Regions from separate parts of the Mus musculus genome. Here region 1 is linked to region 2. A link is a contact called in public Hi-C data. All regions are on one chromosome and are shown on one strand. The core of a region is the stretch at or near the end of the contact, and the rest is flanking DNA. Distances in the headings are between cores, read along the strand shown.

Evidence for each region. A called contact is a pair of places that touch in the nucleus more often than the background predicts.
Region 1: a contact with region 2 is called in a Hi-C map of cerebellar granule neurons, with 2.4 times the contacts expected there. The contact joins two enhancer-like sites. A contact is called at or near these places in 29 of 484 Hi-C or Micro-C datasets (the HL-1 cell line, cerebellar granule neurons, cerebellum and 8 more), 1 of 115 datasets of contacts at active chromatin or transcription factors (epiblast stem cells) and 1 of 9 other capture datasets (embryonic stem cells).

The regions. Positions count from the first base shown.
Region 1 is chr5:134,052,415-134,057,462 of GRCm38.p6, forward strand. Gm40339 (a long non-coding RNA gene) reads right to left here. Exons shown (of 6, transcript XR_868578.3): 5 at 3,973-4,061. Gm40340 (a long non-coding RNA gene) reads left to right here. Exons shown (of 3, transcript XR_868579.2): 2 at 348-541; 3 at 1,832-1,903. Among named protein-coding and RNA genes, the nearest start is that of Gm40340, 4.1 kb to the left of the region's middle. Within about 2 kb of position 2,202, at least 4 of the 459 cell types and tissues checked have an H3K27ac peak or open chromatin away from gene starts, as enhancers often do. A contact at or near this core is called in cerebellar granule neurons and cerebellum, where this site is marked.
Region 2 is chr5:133,913,575-133,919,253 of GRCm38.p6, forward strand. It overlaps the pseudogene Gm2404. Among named protein-coding and RNA genes, the nearest start is that of Gm40340, 130 kb to the right of the region's middle. Within about 2 kb of position 2,242, at least 4 of the 459 cell types and tissues checked have an H3K27ac peak or open chromatin away from gene starts, as enhancers often do. A contact at or near this core is called in cerebellar granule neurons and cerebellum, where this site is marked.

The DNA.
Region 1 (5,048 bases), core at 952-3,451, 140 kb after region 2:
TCAACAAGGGTGAGGTCTGGTCACCGTGATGTTCAGTGCTAGTTGTCAAACTTAACAGGTTCTAGAATCATCTGGGAGATAGGGCTCTGGGCGTGCCTGTGTGTATCATCTCTTGCTTGCTTGCTTGCTTGCTTGCTTGCTTGCCTGCTTGCTTGCTAGAGTTTCTCCGTGTAGCCCTGGCTATCCTGGAACTCACTCTGTAGACCAGGCTGGCCTCAAACTCAAAGATTCACGTGCCCCCACCTCCCAAGTGCTAGAACTAAAGGCACTTGCAACCACGCTCAACTACAGGGTATTATCTTGATTGATATGGAAAGATCCTTTTGAAATTTATTTTTTAATTACAGGGGAGGACATCATAGCTGCAGATGAGTGCAGTACCCACAGAGGCCAGAAGAGGGTATCAGATGTCCCTGGAACTGGGGCCACAGGAAGTTGTGTGCCATCATGTGGGTCCCAAGAACCAAACTCAGGTCCTCTGCAAGAACAGAAAGTGCTTTTAACCCCTGAGCCATCTCGTCTCACCAACCTCAAGAAACACGTATGTTAATTGCAGGCAGGCAGATTCTATTGGCAAGGCACCAATGTATGAGTGGAGTTCATACATTCATGTGTCCTGGCCATGTGTGCCATGGGGCCAGTGCCTCCTTCTCCTGTTATTTGAGCTTCCCTGACATGGCAGACAATATCTTGATCTGTGAGCTCCTTTTTTTAAAGTTGTTTCTTGTCACAATGTATCTCTAGCTGGCCTGGAACTTGCTATATAGACCAGGCTGGCCTTGAACTCACAGAGATCCTCAGCTTTGGCCTCTCAAGTGCTGGGATTAAAGGAATGTACCACCACTCACAGTCAGACTATCCCTCTTCTAAGAAAGGGATTAGATAGCCGGGCAGTGATGGTCACACCTTTAATTCCAGCACTTAGGAAGCAGAGGCAGGTGGATCTCTGAGTTTCCAGACCAACTGGGTCTATAGAGCAAGTTCATTGCCAGATCTACATGGAGAAATCCCAGAGAAACCCTGTCTTATAAAGTGAGGGAGTGGGAGAGACTAGATGGCTAAAGACATAACCCAGTAGGTAGAGCATTTGCCTGACAGGCATAAATCCCCAGCTTCCATCCCCAGCAGCACACACCAGGTGTGGTGGTACACACCTATAATCCCAGTGATCAAGAAGTGGAGACAGGAGGATGGTTCAAGTTCTTCCTTAACTTTGGCTACATAATGAGTTTGAGGCTATTCTTGGGCTTCCTTTTTTGACTCTGAGCCAAAAATTGGATGGAGATCGGGGATTCTTACAGAAGAGTTAGGGGAAGGATTGAAGACCCTGAAGGGGCTAGGAACACACCAACAGAAGGAAACCTTATCTCAAGAAGAAGGAGAAGGAAAGGAAGGAGGAGGGGGGAGAGAGGGGAGAAGGAGAGAGAGGGAAAAGAAGAGGAGATGAAGGAGAAGACAAATGAGACAGAAAATTAAAAACCCTGACATCTGACATTCTAATGGCATTGTAGTTCCACTGACTGAAACAGACACAGAGACTCACAGCCAAACACTGGGTGGACCTCAGGGACTCTTATGGGAAACTTGGGGAAAGGAATGGAGGCCCCTAAGGGGACATGAACTCCATAGGAAGACCAATAGAGTCAACTTTCCTGGACCACTGGGAGCTCTCAGAGACTGAGCCACCAACAAAAGAATATACACGGCTGGACCAAGGCCCCAGGCACATATATAGCATATGCGTAGCTCAGCCTCCATGTGGGTCCCCAACAACTGCAGCAGAGCCTCTCCCTGAAGCTGTAGCCTGACTGTGTTATCTATTCTCCAACAGGGCTGCCTTGTCTGGCCTCAGTGGGAGAGGATGCACTTAGTCCTGCAGAGACATGATTCACCAGGGTGGGGGGCTTCCAGCTCAGAGAAGAGGGTTTGGGGGTAGGGACTCTGTGAGGGGGGACCCAGAGGGGGGACAACATTTGGGATGTAAATAAATAAACACACAAGAAATTTTGCCTTTTTTTTTTCTTCCTGGCTATTACCAATGAAACTAAAATGAGCCCTGTATGAAATCCTGCCGCTCCACCATGTCTCAGGAAAGGAAAGGCTCCCAAGCTCCTGTCTCCATTCAGGATGGAAGAGGGATCAATGTCACAGCTAGGGCTCACATGTCATCAGCACTGGCAGGTACCACTGAGAGCAAGCTGAGAGGCAGTTACCCTGCTGACAGTGTCAGCTGTTGCTCTGTGTGTCTTCAGTGAGATGTAACATCAGACAGAAGGACTCAGCAGGGAAGAGCCTCAAAACAGCAAGGAAGCAGCAATGGAGAATCAGCTCAGGCCATCTATCAGCCTCTCGCCTCTTGTTTACAACAGAGATGCTGAGCGCCTTCTTGTTCATCCTGGACACACAAACCGCTGCTCCAACTCTGGCTCCGAGCCACTCAGGCATGAGTATAGAGCAAGTGCCACCACACCTGGATTTTTTTTTCAACATGATCTGTAGAGAGCACACTTGGGTCCTCATGCTCACAAGCCAACGTGACCCAACCTAGAATCACCTGGGATGAGAGTCTCAGTGAAGGACAGGCTACATTGGGTTGGCTGTAGGGCATTGTCTTGACAGTTCATTGATGTGGGAAGACCGAGCACACTGTGGGCAGCACCATTCCCTAGACCTATCTAAGAGTGGAGAGACCAAGCTAAGCATTGATTGCCCTTGTCAGACAAACGTAATGAGGAAATGATTTGTAAATGCAGCGACAGGAAGGATGTGCTGTGTGGAAAATGGGTGACAGCATCCAACTGTCACAGTGCCAGGAGAGGCTATGCAGCTTCTGGGGAGAAAAGCCATCAATGACCTTAGCCGGTGCTAGACCCTAAATGCTGCAATATCAACCTCCCAGATGAGATGTGTCCACCAGTGAAATAGTTGGCATGGCTGTAATGGGGTGGCTACACACGTTCTGATTGGACTTGTGGCCTGATTCACAGAAGGGAATTCTATTCCTGGTATTATAGTCCTGATCAAAAGTCTGTGGCTGAGGAAGCCATAGACCCTCATGATTTGTTATTTTGCTAAGACGTAAGCACCAGAGGAGAGAGTCAAGTTGTATGATGCAAACTTCTGTACCTGACATGGCTGCTGAAGTCGTGGATGCACAGCAGCCATGTCACCTGCACAAGACTGAGCCAGGCAAAATTCTGACAAAGATAGGAGAGGGGCTTTCCAGGCCCCACCCCTTACTGGCAGTTGGGGGGAAAGAGGAGGCTGTGGAGAGTCATTCTTTCCTTCTCTTTTCTTTTTTGTGTATATCAATTGCTTTTCTGTTGCTTGATAAAATACCATGATCAAAAGCAACTTAAGGGAAAGGTGTTTGTTTTAGCTTATGATCAGGAGAGAGCCCATCGGGGCAGCAAGAGTGGGGAGCTGGCTGATCCCATTTTCATCCACACACAGGCATCATTGTCTATCAGGGGATCCTATGTAAGATGGCACAAGAGAGAGAGACAGAGATAAAGACAGACAGACAGACAGACAGAGAAAGACAGGCAAAAAGAAAGAGAGCAAAGCACAAGCCTATATTCATTTTCTCTTGGCTCTTTCTCAGAATTCTATACTTTTGTCCTTTTTTAAAAGGTTTATTTATTTTTATATATGAGTGCTTTATCTGCATGTACACCTGCATGCCAGAAGAGGGCATCAGACCACATTACAGATGGTTGTGAGCCACCATGTGGTTGCTGGGAATTGAACTCAGGACCTCTGGAAGAGCAGCCAGTAATCTTAACCACTGAGCCATCTGTTCAGCACCCCACCCCTAGATTCTATATTTTTATTCCATATATTTTGGAAGGAGTGGAGGCCTATAGAAGCCAGAGGACAACTTTCAAGAGTCAGTTCTCTCTTTTCACCATGGGCGTGAACTCAGGTCATCAATCTTGGCCGCAAGCTCCTCTGCCCACTGAGACATCTCACCTCCCACTTCCAGCTCTTGACTGCAGATGTGAGAGGCTGCTTCAAGTTCCTGCGGCATTGACTTCTCCACAGTGACAGCCATCTATGACCTGGAATCAGAAACCAAATAATCCCTCTTTCACAGCAACAAGAAATGAAACTAAGAGAGTAGTACATAATGGATGCATTACTCAATGCAAGGTGATAGACTTGTGTAGTGGAATATTACTCTGCCTTTGAAAGGATGAAATTATGATGAATGCAACAAAATAGATGCATCTTGAAATAAACGCTGTCCTTGGAGAGACAAGCTAGACATAAAAGCCACATAGTACATCTCTCCACTTAAATGAGATGTCCCCAAGTGGGAAAATTCACAGACAGAACGTAGATTAGTGGTTGTCTAGAAATAAGAATATAGGAGCTGGGGAAATTAAAAGGTGACAAATGAGGGGGGCGTGGCTCAGTGTAGAGCACCTGCCTAGAACCTCCCAGTGAGGGGCTGAGGGGTGTGGCTCAGTGGTAAAGCCCTGCCTAGAATCCCCAAGGGAGCGTGGGGCATGGCTGGGGCATGGCTCAGTGGTAGAGTACTGACCTGACCTGCATAAGGCATGAGGTTCTGTCCCTGCAATGAACAATATAAAAGTGCAAATGGAACAATTGCTCCTTTCAAGATTCAAAGGTCTGTTTATATGGAATGCCTGTCATTTTTACACCATCCTGAAATCATAAAACCTGTCCATCTGCTCTTGTCACACCCCTGTGAGCATGTCATTCTCAGGCTTTCTGTTTCCCTTTTATTTTCCCTTTATCCTGAGCTATCTCCCTGCCCTGTGCCCCCAACACCCTGTCTTTCTTATTGTGTTGTTTTAGCATAAGCTACTTCAGCTATTTGTGGAATGTGACGAAGGATAAATAAACAGGGAAGGTATTATTTATAGCTAATAAGAGCAAAGTTTCATGGAGCCTTTTCTACAAGGATGGGAATGCGTGCGGCACCTCCCGTGAAGTAACACATCTGATTGTCATGTATAGCAGACATCTCATTGACCTGTGATTAAGTTGATCTCAGAGATCAAGGCACTAGCATGGGGGCT
Region 2 (5,679 bases), core at 992-3,491:
CAAGCAGGAGCAATCATTCAAAGCTGGTTAAATGGTTCTGATTTATGACCTTCACCTTCCGGGTCCACTCGATTTGCTCTCTCGGTGTGTAAATTCCAAAATTGCAATTCCCTGCACCCCCAGAGAGTCCATTTAAGTCAACATTATGCATGCACCGAGAATGGGGGAATTCTCCCCTCTCTTATTTCACTCATTAAATTTGCTCAGCACATCCTGCAATTAAAATTTCATATAGATTTCTTCTTATGATTGACATTTGGCCTTGATGAAACAAGTTCAGATTTGGCCTCTCTAAAGATTTGGAAGTGGGGGGGGGTGGTTCTGGATGGCGTTTCCGGGGAGGTGAGGGGGTGCTAATACTCTCATTAGCATTTTGAGCTGACTAAACTGTAAAGGGCTGGCTCTATTTCCAAATGAAAGATACTTGGGATCCAGGCCAAAAACAAGACATGAAGCCAATCAGCCTTGGACACTATGCTTGTTTAGTTCAACAATATGAAAGGAAGACACTCACTGGCTCTTAGAGCAGACTGGAATCTTTGTAGATCTTGTAGATCAGAAGTTCTGTGTTATCTCGGTAGACCTGGTACCAAATGAAAACGGGGCTTCCCCAGCATGAGAGAGACATGGCCATCCAGAAACTTCTTCCTTCTAAATGTTGCTTAGGAGCTTTGCTAGGTGACCACATGACCAGATCCTGCCACGTGAAAGACAAAGATAGCAATATCGATGAAGTTATCAAAAGACAAGCCCTGTAAGCATAAGGACCTGAGTTCATGTCCAGAATATATATAAAAATAAAAAGCCAAGAGTGGTGGGAAGTATGTGTATCCCAGTGTTAGGGACACAGAGAGAGTCCCTGGAACTCACTGGCTAGACAGCCTAGGCTACATGATAAGTTCCAAGCCAGTGAGAGACCCTACCTCAATATAAACAAATAGATGACACTTGGAGGAACAATAGCTAAGATTCTCACCTGACCTCCACATACACACAAGTCAATGTACCTGCATACCCTAGACCTTCCATGATGTAAATTTTCCAATTAAAAATGGATATGGCAAAGACTAGGGAGGTGGTCCCGCAGCTACGAGTATGGATTGCTCTTGTAGAGGACACAAGTTTAGATCCCAGTATCCACACCAGATGGCACACAACCACCTGTAACTCCAGCTCCAGGGAATGTGATGCTCTCTGCTGGGCTCCTTGGGCACCTACACTCACATGCACATATACCCATCCACAGACATACATATAAACATTCGGAAACTTCTTCCTTCTAAATGCCACATGAGTTTTGCTAGGTGACCACATGGCCAGATTCTACCATATGAAGCATTAAAGAAATAAAATAAGTCTTTTAAAATTAAATGTGTCCAATTTTAGGCTAGTTACATAATGCCATTAATCTCATGAGATGCCCACTTTTGACTCTTGACAGCAAAAGAAGGACGGAAGGATTGGCTCAATCAGGAAAGTCCTTGAGTTCAGATCCCCAGAACCCATATAAGACAAACAAGGCACAACCATGCATGTCTAAATCCCTGCTCATCTAGATGCTGAAAGCATAGTTCATTGATGAACCACCTGCCTAGAATCCCCCAGTGATGGGTTGGGGGTTTGGCTCAGTGGTGGAGAACTTATACAGCATGTTCAAGGCCCTGGACTCTAACCCCAGCAGTGCAGAACTATAAAATGGAAAAGGGTAAAGACAGTGGTGATGGTTGGGACCTGGGGTTTTTCCCTGCCTGGATTTCTCTAATACCTGCCAGGAAGAGATAGAGGAATAAGAGAGACTTGGAGAGTGGGAGGAGATGGTAAAAGGTAGAAGGAAAAAAGGGAAAGAAGGAAGGAAGGAAGGAAGGAAGGAAGGAAGGAAGGAAGGAAGGCAGGCAGGCAGGCAGGCCATTGACAGAGTGTATTCTCAAATTTGAGTGAAAAAAATCTAATTGCAGCTTCAGTCCTATCATCTCATATCTCAACTTTAATTTTTAAAACTTTAAAATAAGAACCAAGCTCCATGTCTGTCACAGGTTTCATGGAAGAATTCAATAAGATAGGGCATGAGATGGCACCATAAGATAGGGCATGAGATGGCACCTCCCACCCAGAAGCCATGTGAGCATCACTCAGGAATCAGGAACTGAATCTGGAAGGTTTTCCCAGTATGGAATAAGACCCTCCTCCTGGCTGCCTACAGATGGCAGTCTCTCTCCTCCTGGTTGCCTTCAGATCAAGGTGTGAAGAATCACTGCAGGCTTGCCTGATATGGATCTCCTAACCTCAGAGCCAAGTTGGAGACAAAACAGCAACTGACTTGCCCATTTTCATCCTGATTGGCCTAGGCTCAATCAAAAGCCTCCTTTGGCAAGCATTCTGTTCCATAGTTAGCCAATAGGCTTCAGTAACTCATGACCAACTGTTGTTTATCATATGGATTCCAAATTCCAGGCAGAACTACACTGAGGACATGTGAAAAAAAAATCCCACTGGGCAGGCAAGCACATTAGGACTCTCTAGCACTGCAGGTGGAGGAGTTTGGTTGCCCAGGAAGTGAGTTCTCTGCCTGGCACAGGAACCATGAGCTCATCCACTTTAAAGCAATGCCAGATCCAAGCAAGTAAAGGCAATGAATTCTACTGGGGCATTTTGCCTCTATATCTATTGCCTCTCAGGGCATTTGCTTACCTTCTACCTCACCAAGTGTGGTGGTTTGAATATGCTTAGCCCAGAAAGTGGGAGGTGTTACAATGTTAAAGTAGGTGTGGCCTTGGTGGTGGAAGTGTGCCACTGTGGGGAGGCTTTGAGGTCCTATTCTCAAGCTCTGCCCAGTATGGAATGAAACCCTCCTCCTGGGTGCCTGCAGATGGCATTCTCTCTCCTCCTTGTTGCCTTCATATCATAATGTAGAACTCTTGGCTCTTCCAGTACCATGTCTGCCTGAATGATGCCTTGCTTCTCACCATGATGATAGTGAACTGAACCTCTGAAACTGTAAGCCAGGCCTAATTAAATGTTTGCCTTTATAAGAGTTGACTTGGTCATGGTGTCTCTTCTCAGCAATAGAACCCTAAGACACCAAGTAAGAGTGGACATCACTCTAGGCTAGTGAGTTCATTTTCTCCATTAACTAGTTAGAAGAGTGGCAAGCAACTCAGAGAAAAGTGGAAGTGATGTTTACTGGCAAACATTACATCTTTCTGAACATAAAGGAACACTAGAGATGAGAGCCACTGTCTCTAAGAAGGAAGGGCCTTGTGATAGTTAAAAAAAAAAAAAAAAGGTATCCAAGTCCTAGTGTTGTCTCCTTTTCAAATTTTGGTCTTCAGGAGTTCACTCACCCCTTCTATAACAATGATTGTGTCCATATTTCTGTCCACAAACATAGGCATAATCACAATAGAATCTCCAACCTTAGTGCACAGTTTTAGAAAAAATTGTTGGTTGGTTGGGGTTATAAGTAGCCATGCCCCAGCCTTCTCTTTACCTTGTGTTATAATGGGGGAAAGAACCTCACTGCAGGTGAAGAGAAAAGACCTACTTTTGGAGAAATGTCAACCTAGTGCTGAAGACAGAGATGCAAAATGAGACTATTCCTCTTCGTCCTAGGAGCCCAGGGCCTCAGCAGCAGAGTCGAATAGGATTGACGAATGGAAGACATTCAGCATCCATAATTCATTTCCTTTACTTGATCTTTAGAAATGGAACATTTGCAAAGAGCTTGATCACTGGACATGATGCTAGGAACATTTGGGAATAATTGAAACTTAAAACATTGTTGTGAGCCTTTGCCAAGGTGGACTATATTAATTCACACTAGATAGAGAGGCTAAGACAGATGACCAAGTCCTTTCAAGGCTCCAGAGATGGACCCAACTGAGGAGCCAAGAGAACTTAAGAATTAACAGATGAACTGACACATGGACACACAAAAATTGTGGGATTATATGGACTGGTCTCTCTGATGGGGAAGCCACAGCACCCCCAGAAGCTCAGTGTTTATTTAACATTGAACAGAGAGGTAGGTTATTGCATATAGCTGAACAAGGAATTGAGGTTATTACAGATAAATAAGGAGCCAGAGTCTCTGGTATACTGCTGGACCAAGGAGGCAGGCTTAGTTAATCTCAGTTGGAGAGGTCTCTACAGGGGAGCAGTCTTCAGACTGCAAATATCCAGAGGAAGAAAACTCCATGGACATTTCCTACATGCACTATCAACATTCATACTCAGTCCAGGAAGACTCTACCATTTTCCTGGGGAAATGAGCCTAGCCTGGGGAAGGCTTTGCCTTTTCCCTGTAAGTATGAGGCTCTTGAGATCCTTGGCATGGTCATTCCCATGTCACCAGCACACATTCACATAGGACCTCACTGCATCAGGATTTTCTCTGATCCCACCAACAGACCAAAGACATAATTCCATCCAACTGAAGCTTGGTGAACCAGTGACTTTATTGGGGTTACTTACAAGAGCACAGGTAGCTTCAGCACCTTCACTACCAAAAAAACCACACACACTAGGATGTAGATCCCTGCACAATGTGCAGGCAGCTAAACCACTGAAGAGCTGCCTATCACTTACCAGTTGTTTCTTGTATAAGAAAGGGGAAGAGCCTAACAAGTCTGATAAGTTTCCTGAGCCTCTGGTTCTTATAAGTTGCTTGGGTGTTTTAGGAGCTTCCCCCATTCCATGAAAGAATATTTCAATCACCAGAAAACATCTACATGGCTTACATATAAGGCAAAGTGACAGCTATTAGAGCACTAACGACAGACCAAGGAATGAGTTTGTTTGAGTTACTGACAGGAGCAGTGATGAACATTTATTTGCTTAAAAGAGCATAGACAGTTGTGACACCAAAAAGCCAACCCCAGCATAGCTCTGCAACAACTGACAAAAGCTGTATCTTTGGAGTTCCTTGAACAATTTCCAGGAAGCTCCATGGAAAAGAGCCATCTTTGTCAGCAATTGCTACTGCTAATACAACCTTAGGTAAAGGCCTTGTGAATCTTGCAGCTTTCTGAGCTTTGTAGGTTTCCTGAAATTCCTGAAACTTGTAAATTGTGTGTGTTGCCTGAGGCTTATAAATTGCACACATTTCCTGAACATTGTAAGTTGTATGAGCTTTCCCCCTCCCTATAGGAAGGACCGTTTCCACTCAGAGGAAATAGCTACACAATGTTGTTTAATTTGACAAGAAGACAAATCTAAAACCAGATCAACAAAAGAAAACACCCACAGACACACAGACCTGACAGAGACCAGGTAGTTGCCTGGTGTGGTAGTAATCAAACCTGCCTCATGAGAGAAGAACACAGGAGATTTTCTAAGAAGGGAATCACTAAAGTTGAGTGAAGATTTATGTCATGGTAAGCAAACGCATTGATGTGTTACAAAATTATGGCACCATGACGGCTGCTAACCATTGTTGGTGTGAAAGAAGCTTGTGTGAGAAAAGACTGGAAAGGGTCGCTAGAGGGCAGTTTGAGCTACTTATACCATGTTTTGTTTTTCATCTTTTAGGAACTTTACTTTCCTTCAACCTTTTTTTCCTTTGCTTAGATGTCTGCAGAGGGGCTCAGGACCACTCAGTGGTAGCTCCAACCCACTCGGTGGCCTGCACTGTGAGAGCTGTTGACCAATCTTCAGTGGCTGGCTGCACACTCCAGTCTTCTG